2 separate regions of the Mus musculus genome follow, and region 1 is linked to region 2. A link is a contact called in public HiChIP or PLAC-seq data. All regions are on one chromosome and are shown on one strand. The core of a region is the stretch at or near the end of the contact, and the rest is flanking DNA. Distances in the headings are between cores, read along the strand shown.

Region 1 (5,383 bases), core at 773-3,272, 150 kb before region 2:
GATTCCCTAGGAAAGTCTCCCCTTGCTCCTCTCCTCTCGCTCTGCAGAGTAGAATTACTCTAGACACCCCCAGCCTGGGCTGTCACCCTCCTCCCCTTCTCTGCGCACAATGGAGTCACCTTGTGAAGATTCTCGACGTTCATCTTTTATTTGTTAGCTCAAAATCTCAATCACCAGTCCTTGATACTCTTATGTACAAAATATAAACTCTCCTACCACGAAATAGCATCAATAAATACAAATGTGTAAAAATGGGGCAGGAGGCATATAATTTACCATAACAAAATTCATTTCAAAAGGCATTATATCATTTACAAACTGATTTCTTTTTCTTTTTTTTTCCTTTTTAGGGAGACAAACAGTGCTTCAGGAACCGTCCCTGCAACTCACACTTTAGACACGGGAGACAAGTTGGAGAGATGCTCTAGCCATAGGCTAGGGCTTTCCGGTTCACAGCCTGGTCTCCCTTGGGGGAAGGGTAACGACTTGAAAAGTGCAGAAGAAGGCAGATCACCTTCGTGGACTAAGGCAGAATGGAGAAGCTCAGAAACCCTGCATGTAGCGGGCAGTAAAGACGACGAACATCATCTATGGGCCAAGAGCTGGATGGAGGAGCCAGTGAGGTAAGACGCAACACTGGATTAGGTCACCCTGGAAAAAGTGATGGATGGTCGGAGGCCGGCAGATTTGAATGAGGGCAGACTCACCAGGAAGTATGGGAGTCTCCAACTAGGTAGTGCTACCATTCTCAAATGCTTGGAGCGAGAGTTTGATGTGGCTGCACCGAGGAGAGTTAAGAGAAGAGCAGCCCCCAATGTCTGCTGTGCGCAGCAGCAAGGGTACCGATGAGAAGCCTAGTTAAGCCCTGTGAGAGGGCTAGGGATCCAAGTAGTGAAAGCCAGAAGAGGCGAGATGCTTGAGAGCCTCCACTACCTCCCACTCCAGACGGCTCTGGTCCCCTCCCTTTCCACTAGCACCCACCACCCAGAGCCAGACAGGTCTCTTCACAAGAAGTCTGAGAACACCAGTGCTCCCGGGAGCAGATAGGATGGGGAGCTGGGCACCTGCAGGCCAGGGAATTCCTCCAATGAGGCCGTGGGGCTCAGGTTACCCGCTTGGGAGACTGGGGAGTAGATAGAGCCCCAGTCCCCGTTGGAGCCACCTCCGGGGCTCCCCAGCTCTCCACAGGGCACAGGGGGCTCCGGGCCATAGAAGCTGTGGTCCGCTATGCGCAGCGTCTGAGTCAGTGCCCAGATGTAGTTGTGGGCGAAGCGCAGGGTCTCGATCTTTGTAAGTTTGGCGTCATCCGGGAAGGTGGGCAGGACACCGCGCAGCGCATCCAGCGCCGAGTTGAGGTTGTGCATGCGATTGCGCTCCCGATCATTGGCCTTCTTGCGCCGGCTTCTTCGCTGTTTGCTGAGTGCCAACTCGCTCTTGGGCCTGTTGCGCCCTCCGCGTCGGGCGCGGAGCTTCCTCGAGGTCCCTCGGCAGTCACCCACTTCTGCTTCGGAGCAGTCCCTAGGTATGAGAGTGGGGCTAGGTGGGGTGGAATTGGAACTGAGCACTTCGTGGTCCGAGGCTCCGGGAAAAGGTTGTTGTGTCTCTGGGGACACTTGGATGGTGAGCGCATCCAAGGGATGAGGCGCCATCCTGCGGTTGGGAAAAAATGGAAGGTGTGTGTGTGCCAGCCTCTGACTTAGAGGTCACTGCACGGGGGACCAGAGTATCCCCCACACACACCCCGCGCGCCCCTCATCCACCCTTTGGAGTTTCCGAATTGTTACCTAGTTCTCCCGACTCAAAAGAATAGAGAGCAGCAGGTCAGTCAGTGACAAGCAGCAGTGGATAGGGTCAGTGTCAAGCAGCAGTGGATAGCTGAGCCTCTCTGCTCCCTCTGAAGTTCTGCTAAACTGCAGGCGCCCTCGCCTGGAGTAAATTGCGTCTGGAAGTCGTAGAAAAGCTCCGAGGAGGTACTCGACCACTGCTGCAGTGATGAGACCCAGAGGGATTTCTGAGCTGCATGCAAGTCGTGTGTCCCCTGGCACGCTTTATCTGCTCTGCCCCCGGCCAGGAGCGTGCCTGCCGGGCTGCTGCCTGCACCACGGGCCAATCAGCGGAGGGGGCCCAGGGGCTGCGCCACGCGAGCCCGCTCCTCCCCCCACAACCCCCACCCGCAGAGCACAGCTGGATTCCGGACAAAGGGCAGGGGTCGGGGGAGGGGAGCAGCACTCTGTTTGTTCCCCCACTCCACGCCTCCCCCGTCGCGGGCTCAGTCCCAGCAACTCTCGGTTCCTCAAAGAGCCTCGCCCAGCCAGAAGAGTCCCGTCCGGCCGCTGGGGAGAGCTTTGCCTTTTCCTCTTTCTTTTTGGCATGTGTCCAGACCCTTTCTTGGTAGCATGAAGGAGGTTTGGGGGTGCCTATATATATATAAGGAAGGCCTCTTCTTTGAGTATTACACATGGGGTCTTTTGGCTCAGAGAGGGAAACGGCTTGTCTAAATGAACCAGCGATCAAGGAGTCAAGTGTCTTCTTGGCTGGCAGCTGGGAGGAGCGCCCATTAGTTCAAAGTGCTATCCAGCTCTCCGCCACTATGGGTTGGGTCAGGAAATGTGTGTGCAACCATGTTTCACAGACTGACTCCATCCTGGGAAAGAGGACAGAGTGACCAGAGACGGTCCCTGCTCAAGTCCTTTCTACTCAGAAACTATTGCTTGGCCAGGTTCAATATCACCTTGGGATCCAACCCTCCAGCCCCCAGACCAGACCTTGAAAACCCCCACCATAGTCCTCATCCGAGACATTGGGTTCTATTCCGGAGGCGAGGGTGGTTGTAGAGAGAGTGCAGAGGGGGCATCTCATCACGCCCCGCCCCACTATGGATGCTATCGGGAAGGCCTGACCCGAGAGGCAGGTGATAGGGAAAGGTCAAGGAGGGACTTGTTCTCTGCTAGCCTTTTTTGTCTTTTCAATGCCTCCGTGTGCAGGCCCTGGGAGAAAAGCAGATCTACTTTCTGCCCCCTTTAGTGCCCCTGTCCAATCACAGACCAGAGAGGACTAGCAGCTTCACCTAGTCCTACTCCTTCCCGCCCCCTCCCTCCCCATCACTCCTGAACTGTGGGTGAGCCCAGGGCAGGGAGACTTCTAGTTTGTCCCTCTTAAGAGGTTATCTTAAGCTATCTGGAAATCTTTCCTGTGAGCCTTAAGACATTGTCCTTTCTTCCCTGCAGACCCGCCCTTCTTGTCCCTGACACCCCGTGGTCTTCTGTTTCCGGTCACTCAGGGTGAGGGGTTGTGGCTTCCGCTGATCTCTCTCTCTCTCTCTCTCTCTCTCTCTCTCTCTCTCTCCTGCCCTCCCTCCCTCCCTCCCCCCCCCCCCAGCTTTCTAGTCAGGATGTGCATGGGAGGAAGCTATGGCTGGGAGTTAAAGATTCTTGGCAGTAACTCTAAGCTTTCTAGTACGTTCTCTAACTCCGAAGCTCCTGGATATTGTAGAAGGGACCATACCCTGGCTGGGAGGCTGAAGGCGTAGAGTCAGGGTCGGGGTAGGTGTGTGACTTGACTCTATGATGACCACTGGCCGCCTGGGCTGCAAGGAAGAGGAGGGAGCACTACAAAATCCCCTGGGCAGAGGATGGCTTGCTTGGCACTCAGCAGGAGGGGAGGTGGTAGGATTGGGTGGGGGCATAACACTATCCCTAAAATGATCGAGAGTGAGGAGGGAATTCCTTCCCTACTGCAGAGAAATTGAATCTGCAGGCAAGGGTAGACCTTCCTGTGAACTGGGTCCTCAGGTTCTATCTCCTGCTAGTAGGCCTTCCTTTAGGTTGTGCCTTGCTTCAAGCAAGTGTCTTCTGGTCCCAGGAATGGAGGCGTAAGGCCCTTTTTACAGATGGAAAAGCCAAGTCCCCAGAAGGAAGTGATTTGCCCAAGGTCGCAGGGCAAATCCTATCAGAACTATGAAGAATCCAAAGCCTAAGACTCTGAGACCTAGATCACCCCCCGCCCCCTTGGATGGCATGATTTGCTTTGGGAAGAATGAGAGACACCCCCAAAATGCAGAGAATAGAGGCTGTTCCGAGTCTTTGAAAACTGGCAGGATTAGATGAGTGACGACTAATGACTAGCTCTCCTAGCCAGAGATGTGCTAGGCTTTTCTGCTTTTCTCTCCCAGATCACAGCTCTGCTTGAATTATTTCTCTGAAAAAGGAGAACCTGGGAAAGTGACTTAAAGGGCACCCCCATGGCTCTTAAAAAAAATGCAACCAGGCTCTGAGGGGAGGAACCCAGATTGTAAGAGACCCAAGCCACTGTGTGACTCCCTGGGCCTCAGAAGAGCTACATACACCTGTGGCTCTCATCTGCCTGTAGACTTGAAATGGAAATGGGACTGGTTGAGTCCTATCCCGTGAGACTAATGGGCTTTGGCTAGAACGCAGAACTTCCCGAGACAGAAAGAATTCTGGGGGGTGTAGCAAAAGTTTCTTAATAGGCAGAGACCATTTTGGAATTCTTGTACAGGCTTTCCAACATCTCTCCTGCTCAGGGACCTTCTGCGCTTGTAGGCTAGGCTGCCAGAAGTTGCTTTGCGTAAAAAGCAGAGTAAGGAGCGCACAGCGCTGTCTGAAAAATGCCCAAACTCCCTGCCGTTCTTCATTTAGCCAGGAGGCCAAGCTGAATGCCCGAGACTCTTAGAAATTTAGAGATTCAGGATCCACAACCTCTCCCTTAGCTGCAGGGGACTCACAGATCCCTATGCAAAGTTAATCCCCCATCCTTCGGAGGTGGAGGTCAAGGCGCAGTTGACTGCGCAGTGCGTGCCAATTGTGCTTGTAAATCGCCCTCTGCGCCCGCCCCCAGGACAGCCTGTTTTTACAGCGAGGGGTCATCCATCCACTGCCTCTGAGGCCTCCAAGACCCCTGTCCCCCTCCACCTTGTTAGACCTAGGCTTGCCTGGAGGTTTGAGGGGTCCTAAGAGAGAGGCCGACAGCCAGAAGCCTGGAGATGGTTGGCAGTTTGGTATAGAGGGTTAGGCAGCGGCTGGCCCTAGCGTCTTGCTGTTGGGAGGGGGTAAAGCTAGCATTGCCTGGGGGTTCTTTGAGGATCGAGCAAGGAGGGGGGCCCCCATGGGAAGATGAATAGCTAATGGCTTGCCAGAGGAGGGGGCTTCTTTCTCTCGCCTTCGCTTTGGCCCTGAAAGAGAGGAAGACAAAAATCTGGCGAGCGAGGCTGCCGGGACCGAGACTGGCCACTTCAAACAGCCCTTCAAACAAAAGGAGACGACGAAAAGAAAGCCCCACCTGTCCCCAGTGTTTGCTAAAATAATAATAAATAGATTCCGTTTAATAAATAATTACAAGAGATTGTAAAGCGGGATGCTTTGGA
Region 2 (5,207 bases), core at 2,649-5,148:
GAGGGGAGCTGGGGCTCTTCTTATTATCCCAGGATCCCAGGCCTTGAGCTGGTGCTATCTACATTTAGGGTGGGACTTCCCTCCTCAATGTAATCTAAAAACTTCCTCATAGACATGCCCACAGGTTTATCCCCTAGGTGATCCTAGATTCTATTGTAAGTCCTATAGGGCCTGGCATGGGGTTCACCCTACCAGAGTTGTAAGGACTGAGAGGAAGTGGTCATGGCTGCTGGAAGAACTGGGAACGGATTGGAGCTGAATGAATAACAGGTTCTGATCCCCTGTGGCCTCCACATGTGACCCAGGTGAGGGCTGTGCTCAGAACAGCCCAGAAGATGCACTATGGTAATTCCCAGGGGGCCTGACTGCCACCTTTAACAAGGGGCACCTGGAGAACCAAGCAGCAGTCACAGAGCTGGTGTGGTGACGGCCACTCACAGGGGTCAGGGTTGTGGTGGAGGTATCAGGAAGAAGAGAGATGCTGTCAAGAACATAAGAGAAGAAAAATGGCATTCATTCATAAGACTGGCCATTCCCCCTATACACATCCAACCCCGGGCCAGGTGAGGGCCGGGTGCAAAAGACATACCCCAAAGTTGCAGAGAGCTAGGCAAATGCACAATGCAGAAAACTACAGAACATTCCTGAAGAGCAACACAGACTGAATGGATAGAGGCATGGCTTTCCTGGACTCTCCACTCCAGAATCCAGGTTTCCTACATCTGTAGCTGTGCTGTGTGACACAACCTGGGGAGATGCAACACACGTTTATTCACCCCAGATAGAGAACCCACGACAACTCAAGTGCAGATACCACCAAAGTGCAGCTAGGGTGAACCAATGAGCTTTAATGGAGTTACTTACAGGAGAAGAGGTAAAGGGTGACCTATAGGAGCAACAACGACTCAGACAGCTGCATCACCAAAGCTCTCCCCAGTATTGATGACAGCTCACAAAGCTGGGAATCTGGAGCATACTGCACAGCCTGCAGGCAACTCAACAGGCTGGAGAGCATCCTTTCCAAGTGACTCTGGTCTAAGTGTCTTCCAGGCAGTCCATTCTTTGCAGCTTTGCTCTTCTTAAGAGTCTTCTTTGCAGCTCAGCTTCCTGCTCTCTCAGCTTTTATTGCTTACTCTTCCAGGGAGGGGCTTAGTGAATCTCGTCAGTTTCAGGGACTTCCTGAAGCTCATTTGAGTTGTTTACCTTCCTGATTAAGGAGCTTCCCTGTAGGACGAAATGTTTCAGAAATGTTTCAATCTGGGAGGAAACTGTTACCCAAGCTGTGACTGCAGATCAAAGTCAGTTCTTTCGTTAGGATTGGAAGCCCCCTACTTTGCTACAAAGCAGAAATTCCTAGTGACCTTTTCCAGACCATCACATCCCTGCTGTATTGCCTGGACATCCCTGAAGGTCCTTTCTTCTTCAGTGTCTTCTCGTTCATGGCTCTCATGTATCAGCTGTATGGGCACATGGCTTAGCTGCTTCTCACCTCTGAGTCCTTAGATGCTAGGACTCAAACCAAGCCTAATTTTGTTCCAACATTGATCCAAGGGGAAATGATGCCTAAAATAGAAAAATAGAACAAAAACCAAGCCACCCCTGCCCCAAAGAACCTCCAGAGGAAGATATTGAGACAATGCAGAAGAAACGGTAAGGGGGTCCCTCAGCTCAGTCAAAGCTCACTTGTTGCAAAACTCCCTCCAGCTATGGAGAGGTGCACACTGTCTGTCATCATTTTGTCCTCCTGGGTCCAATTTTTTTCCCATTCTGTAGATGGAGGAGGCAGCAGGGGTGTGTGTGTCAGCCTGCACCTGCAGCCATGAGCTCCTATGAGATACTACTTACTTACTGAGTGCCTACTGTCTGCGTTACATTCACCTCTTCTTTAAATCCTCCTGAAAAATCTAGATCCTTTATTATAAGCCCATTTTATTTAGTTAGCTTTTCTTTGAAATGAGATCTCATATAGCCCTCGCTGCCCTCAAACTCACCATGTGACCACGAATGACCTTGAATTTACCATCCCCCTGCCTCTGCCTTCCAAGTGCATGGATTACAGACTCGTACCACTACACCTGGTTTATTTTAAACCCACCATCGGAAAAGGGCTTTTTTTTCATTCATTTTTCTGACTGCATGGGGTCACTTAGAGCCTTGGGTTTGAACTTTTTTTTTCCATTGCGAGGCTCAACTCAGGCTACCACACCAAGGCTACCTGAGTCTTGAAACACCAATCTCAAAAATACTTCAGGCCCGAAATGTTTTCAGTTTTGCTGTGTCAGTTCAAACGGCATTTCAGACTGATCCGGGCAGGGCGTGAAGAAGCCTCAACTTGCTCAATTTCCTGTAGTGAACACTGCTGCTGAGAAACTCTCCAGCGCCCCCTAGTGGTTCTGAGTGCCTCTGAGTTCTCAGGCATTTGTACTGGGAGGAGATATCCCTTGACCAGGCTGGAGACCCAGAGGCCTGTTTGTTAATGAGACACATCAAGGAAATCTTGACATTGGGACTTCCTGGGCACCAGTCCTGTCAGCTGCATTGCTTTCTAGCCTCGTAGTAGTTCTCCGTGGTATCCAACTACCTAGCAGTCAGTCTTACATTAAGTCTATATAAGTACTGTATTACAAGCTCCCATTCCGTTAGGTGTGCACTCCACACTAATGTTTGCATTGCATATAACGCTCCTTCTCACTGGTCAACATGCAAAATGTAAAGTTTGCCTTGTTACTAGGAAAGGACGCTCACTCCCACACCTCTGTCACCCCCCACTTCCGGTTCACAGTTCAAGGGCCAGCCTACCCTCCCCTGCCCGATGCTTCAGCCCCACCACCTCATTTTCAGGAGTGTCTAGAGGCACAAGGAAATGAAAAGTCTACTGACAAACGTCACTCAAAGTGGGGAGCGGGGGTAGAAAAGAGAGGAAAATACCAAATGCAGAACTCCCAAAGACCACTAGCTCGTGGCAGTCAAGGAAGCCACCACAGGGTTAGCTTTGAGGTGGATAAGGGGAGATGGAGTGTGTATGTATGAGAACTGCCCGCCTTTGATGGCTTGCAATCCTAGGTTGGCTAGTCTGCTATGCGTCTCAGCTCAACATAAATAAGAGTCCCGCCCCCCTCCCCGCACCCGCCCGCGCCTGTTAGACATCCTAGGATAAACCCGGGCGATGGGCGTGACCCCTGATAAATTTCTGTTCTGTAGGTCTTTAGGTTTAGTTCTGAAAGAGAAAAGGTGGGGGGGGGGGTCAATACCGCTGCCCCGAGGCGCTGGGTTTACCACTCTGAGCGAATCTGTGGTTGGTGGCATGGTCCCACCAGAGACACCTGCAAAGAGCAGGGCCCTGGGTAGAAATGGTGAGGGAGAGATTGTCTGCTGTCACTGCAGATCTCCCAACTCAGGACGTACAGGACCAAGCAGGCGTCCAGACAGTGATTCAACAGGTTGCCCGCAGGGTCCCCCACACCCACCACCACCCACCACCCAGGCCCTAGGAAAGAGGAGTGCTGTGGTGCGGTGCATTGGGTGGCAGGAGGGTCCCCGATGTTCTGGGAAAGCGGGGTGCTGTGATGCCAGGTCCCTATGTCTTTGAGGTCTTGAGTGTGAATCTTTGGACGGGAAAAGGAGCGCAGCCTCCGCTCCACCCCATACCCCCTCCCCGCCTATAAATAACCCCAAGTGTCACTTCAAAGGGCACCAGGAGCCCCGGACGGGGGCTACCGAGGTCGGCGGGGCCCCGCACACCACGCCCCCCACCCCAGGCGACTTTGCATAAATAAACAAACCCCAGCCGCAGCCCCGCAGGAGGCGGAGGAGGAGCGGGAGGAGGGCGAGGGAGGGGCGCAGGAGATTAGTTTGGGAAGTAGCGCCCGGCGCTCATCCGATCCGCGCGGCCGCGCCGGCTGTGTCAAGTTACAGAGGCGCCAGAATCGGCCCCAGCGCGGCTCACTGCAGCCACGACCCACCTCTGCCCATGGGGCCCTGCATGCGTGCCCCTTCGCCCGGGGACTGACACCCGTTCTCCCCGGAGACACAAAACACCCAGAAGGACCCCGAGCGTCGCACCAGCCCGAGAACTCTGCAGAAGAGAGAAGGGAAAGAGTGGGGAGCGGGGCCAGATCCCCGAACTTGGAACATTCTTCGAAATAACTTTTTTCTTACTTTGGCGTACTCCGATCGCGTCTGCTGGTGGCTCTTGGCTGCTCCCGACTCCGACTGCTCATTTTCGGTCCTCTTTGGCGAGCAAAGGAAAGGGACGTCCTCTAGCCACGTTAACCCCCTTTCCCCTTGCCTCTCAGTTTGGATCGCGCCTCTTGGATCTCGTTTTTATTTATTCTATTTATTTATTTATTGGCTCTCAAGACGCGAGGGCATGGTGGCGGAGCGCACCCGCAAAGCGGCAGCCTCTGGCAGCCGCGGCCCTGGGGAGCTGGGCGCTCCGGGGCCCGGGACAGTGGCGCTGGCTGAGCAGTGCGCTAGGCTGCCGAGCCCCGGGTGCTGCGGACTGCTGGCTCTAGCGCTGTGTTCGCTGGCGCTCAGCCTGCTCGCCCACTTTCGGACCGCGGAGCTGCAGGCCCGGGTGCTGCGCTTGGAAGCAGAGCGCGGGGAGCAGCAGATGGAGAAAGCTATTTTGGGACGAGTCAACCAACTGCTGGACGAGGTTTGTGCCCTTTGTTGCTGCCTTTTATCCCCACCCCGAGGCGCCCCCTCGCGCAGTCCCGGGACTCCACGGGCCGGCACGGGCCGGCGCTCTTTTGCACGCTCGCCCAGGTTGCCTGTCCTAGAACTGTGGGTAGGGATCGCTGCTGAGCTGCCAGGTATTCAGAGCACCATGCGCGGGACCTCCCAGCTCCGGGAGACCCCGGGGTCTTGCGCTGGGGGCGCCCTACGCGCGCGGCGGTCAGGTGGAGAAAAGCAGGGCGCGCAAAAGGTGCGCAGAGGCCGCCAGGGCTGGTTGCGGGAAATAGTCTGGGTGCACGCTTGCAGGGGGGCTCTGGTGGCCCTGTCCGCTCCACGAGGGTGAGTGCTGCCTGGTTTTATGGTCACATTTGGAAGCAGGGAAAGAGAGTGAGCCATTTAAGGACCTAAAGGGACAATTTCTAAAGTGGATTGCTCTTTGCTGGTCCCTGTTTGCTGTTTCTGGCCCCTAGGGCCCAAGTGTGAGTTTCCTGGCTCAGTCCTCCTCAGGGTCCCGTTAACCTATGACTCTT

The links. HiChIP or PLAC-seq counts read pairs in DNA pulled down with a chosen protein or histone mark.
Region 1: an H3K4me3 HiChIP or PLAC-seq map of embryonic stem cells shows a contact between it and region 2, with 31 read pairs. The contact joins the promoter of Neurog3 here to the promoter of Col13a1 in region 2. A contact is called at or near these places in 7 of 39 promoter capture datasets (cranial neural crest, embryonic stem cells, hippocampal neurons and 3 more), 4 of 484 Hi-C or Micro-C datasets (all in embryonic stem cells), 6 of 115 datasets of contacts at active chromatin or transcription factors (embryonic stem cells and forebrain) and 3 of 9 other capture datasets (adipose tissue, liver and pancreatic islet).

What each region holds. Positions count from the first base shown.
Region 1 is chr10:62,129,729-62,135,111 of GRCm38.p6, reverse strand. It overlaps Neurog3 (neurogenin 3), which reads right to left and starts at 2,022. Exons shown (of 2, transcript NM_009719.6): 1 at 1,785-2,022; 2 at 349-1,650. The coding sequence starts at 1,649. The coding sequence ends at 1,005.
Region 2 is chr10:61,977,799-61,983,005 of GRCm38.p6, reverse strand. It overlaps Col13a1 (collagen, type XIII, alpha 1), which reads left to right and starts at 3,898. Exons shown (of 41, transcript NM_007731.3): 1 at 3,898-4,657. The coding sequence starts at 4,370.